Regions from separate parts of the Capra hircus genome. Here region 1 is linked to region 2. The links are chromatin contacts, called in public Hi-C maps. All regions are on one chromosome and are shown on one strand. Each heading gives the region's core, a stretch centred on a gene start, on an enhancer-like site or on the middle of the called end of the contact. The rest is flanking DNA. Distances are from core to core; before and after follow the strand shown.

Region 1 (6,506 bases), core at 2,538-5,037, 37 kb after region 2:
AGTTATGATTCAAAGCAACAGGCCATATGAGGTAAGAGCTGCATAAAGGCCCTCTGTCACTTCCTTCTTTGCCCCCAACCGCCACAAAATACGTGTCTTTTGGTCTTCAAATTCTGCTTCAGAGTTAGTTATCCATGAATCACAAGCTCTATGACTGTTACCACAGCTACCACATATTAGAGCAGCACATGGAGCCCAGTACACCAGGTCTTCTGTTGGTCACAAGGCAGGCTTTTAGGATCATCTCGCGTAGCCTTCAATAAAGAGTGCAGGGAGTCGGGCATCTGCAAGAGGCAAGGCCGGAGGCACGCAAAGGCAGCTACTAGTTTTGGGTGCTAAAGATATGCACCGGCTCCTGAGCTCAGTCAGCCTATTCAAGGGTCATTCAACTCCAGCTAAGTATTTCCTTCATTCACAGCTCTAGGACAAACAAAGCCATTTAAAGCAGTTTGAAGCACTGAATTCCTATGTGAAGCGGGGACGTTTAATGGTGATGCCAAAGATTCCAGTTTTCACTGTTTTCCTGGAGAGCTTCTCCTCTTCTCTTGTCTCAGAACTCACAGTTCAAGCATCCCTTCCTCTGTGAAAGTTTTTTCCTAATCCCCCTAAGCTGGTTTAGGCTCCCTCCCCTCTACTGCCATAAACACCTTTATACATACTTCCAGGACAGCATTCGCCACATCATGTTGTAATTATTTGTTTACATGTCTGACTAGCCACAAGCTCTTTGATGGCAAGGATAATGTTTTATTCATCACTGATTCTACACATAATCGGCACTTAATAAATGTTTGTTGAATGTATTAATGATTAATGATTAATGACATGGTGGGGGCTTCCCTGGTGGCTCAGATGGTAAAGCGTCTGCCTGCAATATGGGAGACCCAGGTTCGATTCCTGGGTCGGGAAGATTACCTGGAGAAGGAAATGGCAATCCACTCCAGCACTCCTGCCTGGAAAATCCCATGGATGGAGGAGCCTGATAGGCTACAGTCCATGGGGTCGCAAAGAGTTGGACACGACTGAGCGACTTCACTTTCAATGACATGGTAAATTTTAAAGAATGGTGACCATACCTTCTGGATTCCAGACCAAAATTACAATAAGTACTAATACCGAAGACTAAAATCCCACCATACATTTCTATTACCTGTATCATTCTGGGTTAGAAAAAGGGGCCAAAGATACAAGAAGATGGCTCTAACAGTGGCGGTCACTGCCAAGTAACCAGCCAGGAATACGAGAGCCTCCAAGACCAAGAATGATCCAGCACAACAAACAAGTGAACAGAGCCAAATCCAAGACAGTTGTCTATGTTTCAGGCTCATTCTCCTGCCTTTGGAGATTATGAACAATGATCAATGAGGGCCCCTGGAAAAGTCACTCTCTCCACAGCCATGGAACCTTGTGGCCAATTATGATTCCTGCTGAAAGAATATACAGGAAAGGTGGTCATTTGTGACCAAAGCCAAGTAAGCTTTCGCTAAGGGACAGGGATCTGAGTTAAGCCCTCCCAGAACTCTGTCATGCTGTACATTAGCATTCCAAATCATTTCTCACGGGGTTTACTCATCTCTGAAGAGATGCAGGCAAGGCAGTAAAATGCTGCTGTCTCAAATGCCTCTACCTGTAGCAACCCTGCACCACACAAGGCCACTGTGTTTACAGGCTGCTAATATGACACAAAAGTCTAATCTGATCCTGTGGGAACAAGGCCCCATGTTCCCTCAGGGATTAAATAAATTTAGTCAGCTTTTGTATACTCCCAAACTTGTGGGGCTCTATGAAGTTGAAGAAAGCATAAACACCACCACTCAAACAAGTGAGGGGATGGAAGGGGACTTGGTTTCTGGAGAACTTCTGCAGTAGGGTGGGATATAGTGAATGAGATGAGCAGTGTTCAGGGGCAAACCAGAATTTGCTTGGCTGGCAAATACTTGGCCCTTTGTATGTTACCTTTTCCAAAAAGCCAAGAAACTCAAGTTAAATTAATTCAGGTCTCTTGAATAGACAAGTAAATTTGTTTTGACCCCAGGGAAGAGCATTTACCAAGCCAATTCCTCTGACTAGGTGTTTTAGCGTATTTCTGGTACCACTGTCTTACGGAAACCCAGCTGTGACACTTAACACTTGTGGTAGCTCAGCCCTTCACAGGATACGTGGTCTGACTACCTTCTTCCAAGAAGGAAAACCGAGTCAGCATATCAACTGGCTTCCCCAAGCACAGACTTAGTTTGTAGTGAGGCCACAACTGAACCCTCTTGTTGCCTTCCTCATGCTCTTCGCTGATGAATCTCAGCATGCTCACCCATGCGGCTCTTTTCCCTTTACCTTGTAACCAAATCATTACTTTCTTGAGCGCAGAGATGGTCCTGTAGAGCCACCATGAGCTTCTAGTTCTCCTCTTTCCCCAGAAAGAGTAAAGTAAAAGATGTACGTGGAGCAGAGAAGGGGAAGGGAGAGGAGGGACGGGAAGGGTTGGCTTCCAATACCAGGACTCACCTTGGAGCTGAGGTCTTCTCGCCGGTTTCCTGCCTTACTCCTGCGTAATTTGATGGACGGGGATCGCAGAAGGTTCTTGATCCGGCTGGTAATGGTTGACCCCTCCACAGCCATCATGATGAGGAGCCCCCGGGACAGCTCCTGGCCCAATCCTGAGACTTGCCTCAACAGCGGCAATGCTTTCCCACTCCACAGGCCCTGCCGGTATGCCCTCTTACTGACCTGAGATGGTAGAGGCCACCTTACCTTCTGCCTAAGCCGTGCCTGCAGCTCGTATCTCTAGGTAACTGCTCTCTCCCTTAGCCTCATTCCCACCTTCAAGCCCTGCGCGGTTTCTTAAAACGCCTTAAGGACAGACTCAGGGAAAGGGGGCGTTAAAAAGCCTGAGCTGCGAAGAAATGCCAGGCCCACACCTGCCAGAGGCGTTCAACTAAAAGGATAAGATGGGCCCTAGAAGGGCTAGTGACTGATCCGATTCCCGTTAACTCCCAACTGTTTTCACGGCAACAGCAGCGTCTAGAGGAGGAGGACCCCGAGGCTACCAAGGAGTCCCGCAGCGGTCGTGAGCACCTGCGCCGGCGGCCGCAGGGACACTCAGCCCGGCGGGGCTCGTCTTGGCCCTGCAACTCGTTCTGCCACGGGGGCCTCCCTCCCCCACCCACGACCCTCCCGAGCTCGCTCTCAGGCCGCCACGGGAGCCCTAGATCTTTCACTTTTCGCTCCCTCAGAAGCCCCTGCTACTCGCCAGCGCCCCCGCTCGGGCCCAGCCTCACCAGCCCCCAGGCGCGAGGGCCGCCCGGCTCGCAGCGCCCTCAGGCATCGCGCTCAGCGATTTCAGCTCCGCTGCGGCAGCGGCAGAAGCAGCTATGGTGGCACGAGCGGCTCAAAACGCGAACTACCGTCTGGGCTCAGCCACCAGCTGGGTAGGAGGAGCGGAGGCGAGGGGGCGTGGCCTTTACGCACGGGGGCGTTCCCAGAGTGGAAGAGTACGGCTTACGGGGGTGGGGCCCAGAAAAGGGCATAGGAAGCCGAGGACTGGGCATTCAGGAACCACGGATTCCGCACAATGCAGTCGCGACTACAGATCCTAGAGGGAGGTCGTCAGAACACGGCTTCAGAACTGAGAAAACCAAGCCTTTTATGGTATTATCAGGCCTGGTTCCCCCAGAGAAGCGCACTTCCCAGAACCCTAACAGGACGGTAACCACGCCCCCAGCGGCACTATGGTTGGCTTTTAATAGGCCCGGGGGACCGAGCTGAAACTAACTCCTAGCTCAGAATTACAGGACTGGGTACAGCCATAAAGTCTGCTCCTAAGCGCTGGGATTTAAAGTGGCTAGAATAAATTCTGCTCGCCGCTTGCCGGGCGCGTTGACCTACATGGAAATGATTCTTCATGAGTAGGTCGATCCCTACGAAGTGTATTGAACGAGGCAACCTGATTGGCCGCGGTGGAAGAAAGAGGAAGGAGCTGATAGCCTAGGATAGAGCTTTAGGCGGGAAGGGGGCGGTCGGGTCAGTGTGCCGATGAGACGTATTGGTTTCATATTTTCTTTAGCCTCCAATGTTCCATCTCATTCTCATCCAGTTAACCAGTTGCTCCAGCCATTTTCCATGTTCCTGTCAAAACTCACTCACGAACCCTCTTCCTTGATACTGTTACTTTGGCGAGATCACTGCCAAGCTTGTTGGCACCAGATTCAATAGTAAAAGTTTTTCTAGCTCACGGGTGGGGGAGAGAAGTTGGGGGGATGGCAGAGTGTGCACAGAAACACCGTTGCCTATTACTTAATACGTGTTTCAACCTGTTTGTTTTCTAGGTGCCTTTCTGCCTAGTTGCTAGAGAAATTACCTTACAAAAAGGTTAACCTATTCCAACAGTTGGGCTCCAGAGAAAGTACACTGGTATGTCTCCTATCTGATCCAGACCCTTAGGGGAACCCTGGGGGAGATGACATGTTAGCAAGAGGGAAAAACTCTTAAACCTACTGCTGTGAGTGGCTCTTGCACTGCCAAGTGGCAGAACAGGTATATACATGTGTGAGAACTGTAAAGCTAACAAGTTGACATAAACGTCACTTCTTGGAAAACCAACTGGCAATAGCTACCAGAGGAATGACCTTTCCTTCCTTTCAACCATGCATTGCAGAGGTAGTGAAATATAAAATGGTATTTTCAAATCTGGAGGAGGTGGTCAGGGTCATTACCCATAACTGTATGAATAGGGGGCTGGTTCCTTTTACTCCTTGCTAGTCTGATTTTGCCTCCATGGCGGCAGGAATCAATGTAGTACTGCTGATAAAGGGTGCCACCTGGTGTCCTTACTTGTATGCTGCATTCCCTAGTAAATCTCACCTCCACCCATTAGAGCTGTCCTTAATTCTATCTGGATCATTTCTCACTCACCTAGCCACTCATGGCCAGCAAAGTCACTGGTCATTTCCTATCCAAAGCTACTTGGTTTATCCTCTTCAGAAAAATGTTCCCCAAATTACTCCCATCTGAAGCTGAAGTTACAGAAACAATACAAGCTCCTGCTTTCATTGTCTAAGATGATCTAGCAAAAACCAACTGAGAACAGTGTAATGAAGAGACTGAAGTCTAGAATCTGGATACTTCCAGCCTAGGATCAACATCACATATTTTTAATTCTTCACAATTGAGTCCTACCTTACTGTCTAGGATATGTACCATGTAGACTTTTAAGTACCAATGTCGGAAATAGGCTTGTAGGCTCAGAAAATAATCACCCCAGGTCCAATGTGAATAGACTTTTCTTCAAATAATTGCTATCCCACCCTCCAAAATGCAGCTGACCCTTAAACATATATTTCATTGTTCATATGCTATTTCACATTTTATTCACTTGTCTATGTCCTCAATATGTATACATGGTTGTCAGATTCTAAAATTCCACATCTAGGAAAGGTGTATACAATTGTCTGTTTTCACGATCATAATTAGATCAAATTTTTAAATTTACCCTAGGCTTAATATACAAATAGGTGCAGTTAATAACATCCTGGAAAACTAACAGGCTAAACAGTTGCTCATCAATTCAAATACTTATTGAGCACCTTTACATGCAAGGCACTGTGGGACAGCTGAGACCAATGTTTGCAGTTGGAAACAGGAAGGATCTGAAAACAGTGCTTCCAAGACTGCTTTCTTATTTAACAAAATCTAACAGCACAGTTTACAATGACAGAATTTAGCAGTTTAGGTTTGTCTCAAAATTTCAACTCATCCCATGGTTTAGCCTTCTCACCCTCCACACACTTCCATCCCTATTAATCAGCACTTAGCATATCTTTGTAGAGCAGTTCAGTCATATGCTACAATATGCTACAATTATGCCTCAGTTCAAAAGTTGTATGTATCAAATTATTTCCCTCTAACTTAATTTCAAAAAAGCATTTTACTTTTTCTCCAAATGGCAGTAAGTCTATATATACCTCAGCTTTAATTTTCTCTGCACCCAGCAATTCATGTTCATGGAAAAATTCATTAGAGATAACACAACATGAAATACTGATGCCCTTATATTTTCTTAAAAATCAACAATTCTGTGCAATAAATCTATTCTGATTCTTGGTTATCAATCACTCTATAAAAGTATCTGAAAATGTGCCTACTTTGTGCCTCTGTGCATTGTTTTTTGTTTTAATCTGAGAGTGAGGAATAAGGGTCATCATTTTTCAGACTATCTTCAAAGTGCATTTACCTCTCAATTCACCTGATATCATTCCAATATCTCAACTAGTATAATCAGAGGGAAAAAACTATCTATACTACTAAACGCCGCTCCAAATAATATATGGATTGTCTGCCTTTCTTCTGTGTTCAAAATGGTTTCAAACTTGTTATAGAAAGGCCTGTTGTTTAGTATCTCATAATTCTGGGGAAAAAACATTACACACAGTGATATGTATGAAGTTTATATAACTGGACTTGATCTGTTAATGACCTTAGTTTAGTGTCTAAAGGACTCCTTTAATAAAAAT
Region 2 (6,274 bases), core at 1,162-3,661:
CAGCAGTTGCCTGCCAGCCCACGGAGACAGAAGGGAACGAGACTAAGGAGCTGTTGTTGGCCAAGGCTTAGCCCAGAGTCTGTCACGTGGTAAGCAAACTGCAACTATTAGATATTCTTCAGATCGCTGAGGGAAAGCACATTCACCAAAGACAAGGTACTCTGCTATGCTTACTATGAAATACTCCACTCACAGTTTTTCACTTAATTCTTAAAACAATTAGATGAATTAGGTACATCATTTTACCACTGAGAAAACAAAACTCAGTAACTTGTTCAAGATCATCCAGCCCAGGACAAGGCAGAGCTAAGGATGGACAGGGGCCCATTGGAAGAAGCCTGAGACGTTTAAGTACTAAAATTCAGGATCGGTCCCCAGGACCCATCTGGGGGTACGTGGATACACAGGGCTGCTGCTGAAGAAAGGAGGAGGGAGCAGGAACACAGTGTTCTATTTGGGGATCCTCACTCTCCATCCCCACAATGTGTCCGAGCCAGGCCACCTACCTCCACACTCCAGACGCAGGAGGAATGATACAGAGCCGAATACACCTTGCCCACTTTCTTGGGGTCCCTCACATCCCAAACATAAATGCTGTGGTCGTTGTACACACAAGACAGCCACTGATTAGTAGGATCGAAGGTCAAGGCGATGGTGTCTGGATATCTGGCATTGGCCGCTCCAGAGAAGAGGCGACTGTGGGGAAGAAGACAGTGCAAAGCGGTGAGTGAGGAGCTATGGAAATGAGGGAATGAAAACAGAAGCCAAGCCACAGAGGAAGGAGCAGAGCACGGGAGCCCTCTTCAGACCCACAGGTTTGGAAGCAGCTGCTTGAGAGGAAAGCGCTGCTCTGACGGCTCTCAGCTGGGAGCCGCCCCAGCCGCCGGACCAGTGTGCTCTCCTGACAAGCACGGACCAGGGCTCAGAACACCAACGGCAGACGAGGTGACTGTGGCCACGATGGAGTGAAACAAAAACAAGCCCCTCTGCAGTGGTTCCGAGACAGATAAAAACAAGATCACTGTCCCAGCCACAGAGAAGACCGATCATCACCCTTTCCCATCTTTCAGGACTGACTGCTATTCCTTTACCTATCAATTACAGCTTTAGCTCCACACCTTTCCTACTACCTTTCAGATAAAAGTTATTAAATGTCCAATAGTGGAATTGCCCCCCACTTCCTCACAGCATCCAACCAAAGCAAAACTTCAGTCCCTGGAACCAGTCCTAAAATCACTGAATGCAAACCCAAATCTGACACTGCTGCTGCTGCTGCTAAGTCGCTCAGTCCTGTCCGACTCTGTGCAACCCCAGAGACGGCAGCCCACCAGGCTCCCCTGTCCCTGGGATTCTCCAGGCAAGAACACTGGAGTGGGTTGCCATTTCCTTCTCCAATGCATGAAAGTGAAAAGTGAAAGTGAAGTCGCTCAGTTGTGTCCGACTCTTAGCAACCCCATGGACTGCAGCCTGCCAGGCTCCCCCATCCCTGGGATTTTCCAGGCAAGAGTACTGGAGTGGGTCGCCATTGCCTTCTCCGAATCTGACACTAAGCGACCCCTAACGCCTGCACACAGAGATACTCCATGGTCCCCCACAGTGTTCCATGTACCCTTAAAGCCAAATCTGTGTTTCTGCAGAGACGTTCATGTAATCTTTGGGGTGCTGATACCTTCACCTTGAAGCAGAGGCAAGGAAGGCTGGGTGCGGAGTCAAGCTCTGAAATGGAGGCAGGGGTCCCGCACAGCTCACCTGGCCTCCGTGACACTGGCGATGTCTGTCCCCAGGGCGTGGGGCCGGGGAAGGGTGCTGAGGAAGTGCAGGTTGGAGGGGTTGAAGAGGCGCACGGTGCCATCAGCGCAGCCACAGAAGATGTAGTCCTGGCTCACGGAGATGCAGTGGGCCACGGTGGTCTGCAGGCAGAGGGGCTTGGCTCAGCATGGGCCACCCCCTCAACCCCTCCTCAACAGTCACCTGCCTAGAGGAGACACCCACCAAGGCAGGAGCGAGGGGAAAGCAGCCCAGCTGCACAGGCCTGAGCCCCTCAGCTGTTACCTAGAGACACCCACCCTCCAGCAGCAGGTGGCCAGAGGGCCCACAGCCATGTGCCGACCAGGGATGGGAGCCCAGGAGCCTTGGAAGGCACCAGAGGTTTTGGCCAAGAGGACAAAACAGGAAAAGCCCAGCAAAGAGAAAGGAACAGCATGAGAAAGAGGGGAAGAGTCTAGCACCACTTACTGTGAAGCTGTCTGTGTTCTGAGAAGAGGAAAGCAGGGGAAAGAAAGACAGGAAGAGAGAGCAGAGAGGAGGCAGTTACACTCATCTGCGTGGGCTAGAACCCGGCCAAGCACGGGCTTCAAGCTTCCTCCTCCTGGGGGACCCTCCCGCCTGCAGACCCCGCCCCTGGGGCGGAGCCATGGGCACCAGCTCTGCCCTGGGCGGAGACCGGGCAGCCCCCAGCCAGCTGGATAAGGTACTTACTCTCAGCTCCACCCACTTGTCCAGAAGCCTCCGGTCACTGAACTCGCACAGCAGCCCTGAGGACGTGATGCAGAAGGTGCTGTCTGCCTTCTTCCCTCTGCCACAGGCCACGTCAGTGAACAGGTTGTTCCGCAACTCGCCAAGCAGCCCCGAGCGGCCCAGCAGGGGCACAGTGGCATTAACCTGTGGAGACACACTGCTGCTGCCCACCCATCCGCCCTTCAGCCGCCCCAGAGACTCGGCCTGGGGAGAGGGAGCCAAGAGACACAGCAAGCCCCCCCACCCCTGCCCTTTGAGACTATCCCTAGGCGCAGGCAGCACCTGATTCATCCAGAACTTCTGGGTGGCTGGTGAGCGAGCAGAGAGGGGGCCCAAGGGAGCAGTGTCTCCTGGGGTGGGTGAGCAGACCCTGGCCCTGGAGGCTATTTCCAGCCTCAGCACCTCACCTTTGAGGTCTTGCTGTCATCAAGGTACCAGAATTTGATATGCCGGTTACCGGCAGTGACAAAGTAGCTGCAATCTTCAGAGAAGGACACCGCGGTGACCCGACTGGACACCTTATTAGAGGCCACCACGATGTTTTTCTGGAGAGAAAGTCAATGGAAGAATCAAAGTTCTGCCTCTTGGAGTGAAGAATAAAGAGGCTCAGAAGATGGAGGAGGATAAGATAGGATTTGCACTTTAAAATGTTTCTCTCCAGGATTTGGACTTCCTTGGTGGCTCACGTGGTTAAGAATCTGCCTGCCATGCAGAAGACCCAGATTCAATCCCTGAGTCAGGAAGTTTCCCTGGAGAATGGAATGGCAACCCACTCCAGCATTCTTGCCTGGAGAATTCCATGGACAGAGGAGCCTGGCAGGCTACAGTCCATAGGGTCGCAAAAAGTCGGACACGACTGAGCAACTAACACTTTCTTTCACTTTCCAGGATTTACTGGTCAGAAAAAGAGGGGAGGAAGGAGAATCCTTTTCCAGAGGAGCTGAAGACATTCATTTCCTCCGGAGGTCCTCGGAGGCACAAAGCTAGCCTCTTTCTACCAACACACTTGGCTATACAGTTCCTCTTTTCTGCTTCAGGTCATTTTCTAGAATGTAACTGAGCAGCAGAGTGGAATGAAGGGACTCAGGTCAATAGCTTCCTGACTCCTCAACTGGCCCTTGGACCCCCCTGAGGGTGCCAGGCCAGCCCAGCCGGGGCCACTCACCTTCCAAGCCCAGACATTGACGATCATGTCATGCTGGTAGCCCACAGAGACGATGTACTTGGCGCTCGGGGAGAAGGCCACACAAGCCACACCATACTTGTGCTCCTGCAGCTCAGCCACCTGGCTGTGCTCTGCCACATCCCAAACGCGCACGGCAGGCATGTGCCCACTCTGCAGGGAGGCAGGAACAGGCAGTGAGGGCCAGAGGCACAGCCTCCCTAGCCTTTCAGGGTTGGGGCCCTACCTCTCCAGTGACTGGGCACAGTCTCTCTAAGGATCCCCTGGCCAAGGGCAGAGTGCTACACAGGCGAAGGTATAGAGGAAACATGATAAATATCTCAGGATTACAACCATTATCAGAAAATGCTCCCAGACTCAGTTCAGTATCTCCGGGTAAGGGTCTGCACCTCTGTATTTGTTCAAAGTTCCTAGAGTGATTCTGATAGGCAGTCAGGGTTGAGGACCACTACCACCCACGCCTATTTCTGCCCCTACTGCCTCCCTGTAAGAGACTGAGAGGGACAGGTGTCCCGCATGTGCCCAGCAGGGGGCCCCGTGGCATAAGGAATATCTTAAGGCAGAGGTTTTCACAGTGTGCTTCCTAACCCAGCAGAATCAGTGAGATCTGAGAACTTGTTAGAAATGCAAAATCTGGGGTCCCTTCCCAGGCCCACAGAACCAGAAACTCCAGGAGCAGATCCAGCAATGTGCGCTTTAACAAGCACTCAGTTGACTGTGATGCCCACTAAGGCTTCAAAAACCACTGTTTTAAGGTACAACCAAAACTGGGATTTGACACCGGTTCAGGAAGCCAGAGTGGCAGCAGCCCTAACCATGCCCAGGACTGAAGTTCTCTGCTGCGGCCAGGCCACCTGCCCTCTTCAGAGCTCTGCAGCCCCCTTCCTCACTCACCTCTCCAGTGACCAAGTACTTGCCATCAGGAGAGAAGGCAAGGGCAGTGATGGTTTTCCTGCAAGAAATGAGGTGGGCTCAAAGGAGCACTGGCAGCCCGGTCTAAGCCTGGCTCCTGCACAGTCCCCTCGAGAGCCAAGACCAGCAGACGACCAGCGGTACAGGTGGCACTTCCCTGGCTGGGCATCCCCAGCGCCACAGAGACCCCAGACTGCGCCTTCTCACAGCTCCCAGGAGATGCTCCCCGAGGGCCCAGACCCATTTACCTGGAGCTGTTGAGGATGTGGTGCTGTTTGTGTTTCCGGGGATTGAACAGCACGACCACACACCTGGGAAGATGAGGAAGGCAACCCAACTTCAGCACCAAACCACGGCGCCCCCAGGAGCTCCAGTCCCCCAGGCCAGGGAGCTGGGGCGACTGGCTCAGAGGGGCATCACTAGCCACAGAGGGCAACTGACTGCTTTCTCCTGGAAACTTGTTCTTCCTGCTTCCTTTCCCACCCACAAGGACCCACTTCCCAGCCTCATGAGGTGGAAGGGCTCCCTGCAAGATGGCTCACCACGTGCCCCAGCACCAGCGCCATCTTTGCCACAGGGCAGCAGGGACCCAGGCCCTCCCAGAGCCTCGCCAGCCTAGGAAGGGGGGCGGAAGGAGAGAACTCATGCGATTTGGGCAAAGCAGGCTGCAGATGCACACAGAGCCAGTGTGGCTTGGAGTCACATGTGTGTCAAGTATTTGTGCTCCAAGGAGTGAGGCCTCTCACATGTGTGTCCACGTGTATACTTGGCAAGAGCCAACCCCACCCCTGCCCCGGCACACCCCCCCCCCCCGCTATGCATCAGGTGATGCAGCGGGTGGGAGGCAGGGACCAGAACTGCCAGGAAGGTCGATAAGACTAGAGGGAGGGGCAGAGACAGCCTGGGAGGGCCTGGGAAGCCCACCCCTGAGGATGCCTGGCCCCAAGGAGCCTGAGAAGGACCCTCCAGACTGCCGGAAGACAATGGAAGAAGGCTGGGAGCACCCTCTCCAGCCAGAGGGCAAGGCTGGATGGGACTGGGCTCTGACTGACTTTCCAGGTAGCAGGAGTTGGGAGCAAGAAGCAGAAAGCCATAGCCAGCAATGTACTCCCTTAGGCTCTCGGCTGTCGGCAGGCTGGGCCTCACTGCCCTTCTGCTCATGGCTGCATCAGAACTGTGACTAGCTGCCGGAGCAGGTGTGGAGCCTGCTGCCCCAGGTGAGGGAAGGGGAGAGAAGGTTCAGACACAGCCTTGATTAGTGGGAGAGCACTGCAGCCCCCATACCTAAAACCCACCACTCGCTAGGAACTCGAAACCAAAGTGAGTACAAGTTGCTAGTGACGGCTCAGCATCTCAAGGTCAATAAACGACTTTAATATACAAATTCCACAGGTAATTTCTGGGGACACTGGGATCTCTGAAGGACACCTGCTATGCCCAGAACTGCCAGGCTGACTGACAGCCTTGGAATTCCTGAGTCACAACATCTTTTCCTCTAACTCCTGTCCCCAAATCCCTTCTCAATGCTCTTTCTTCTCCCTCCATCTCCTAATCTTTGCTTCTTTTTCCTCATTACTTTCTCCTCTCTTTATGCCAACTTTCAGTCTTCCACTTCCCTTCTAGAATACCATGTCAGGAGGGTTTTTTTAAAATTTAACCAAA

Evidence for each region. Hi-C and Micro-C count contacts between places; a contact is called where the count stands out from the background.
Region 1: a Hi-C map of blood shows a contact between it and region 2, with 7 times the contacts expected there. The contact joins the promoter of MAPKBP1 here to the enhancer-like site in region 2. A contact is called at or near these places in 2 of 5 Hi-C or Micro-C datasets (both in blood).

What each region holds. Positions count from the first base shown.
Region 1 is chr10:65,888,317-65,894,822 of ARS1.2, forward strand. It overlaps MAPKBP1 (mitogen-activated protein kinase-binding protein 1), which reads right to left and starts at 3,788. Exons shown (of 30, transcript XM_018054418.1): 1 at 2,503-3,788. The coding sequence starts at 2,619. MGA (MAX gene-associated protein) reads right to left here. Exons shown (of 24, transcript XM_013966997.2): 24 at 5,119-6,506.
Region 2 is chr10:65,852,905-65,859,178 of ARS1.2, forward strand. MAPKBP1 (mitogen-activated protein kinase-binding protein 1) reads right to left here. Exons shown (of 30, transcript XM_018054418.1): 3 at 4,861-4,923; 4 at 4,595-4,652; 5 at 3,683-3,853; 6 at 2,925-3,062; 7 at 2,479-2,661; 8 at 1,750-1,910; 9 at 507-696. Among named protein-coding and RNA genes, the nearest start is that of MAPKBP1, 36 kb to the right of the region's middle. Within about 2 kb of position 2,412, at least 1 of the 5 cell types and tissues checked has an H3K27ac peak or open chromatin away from gene starts, as enhancers often do.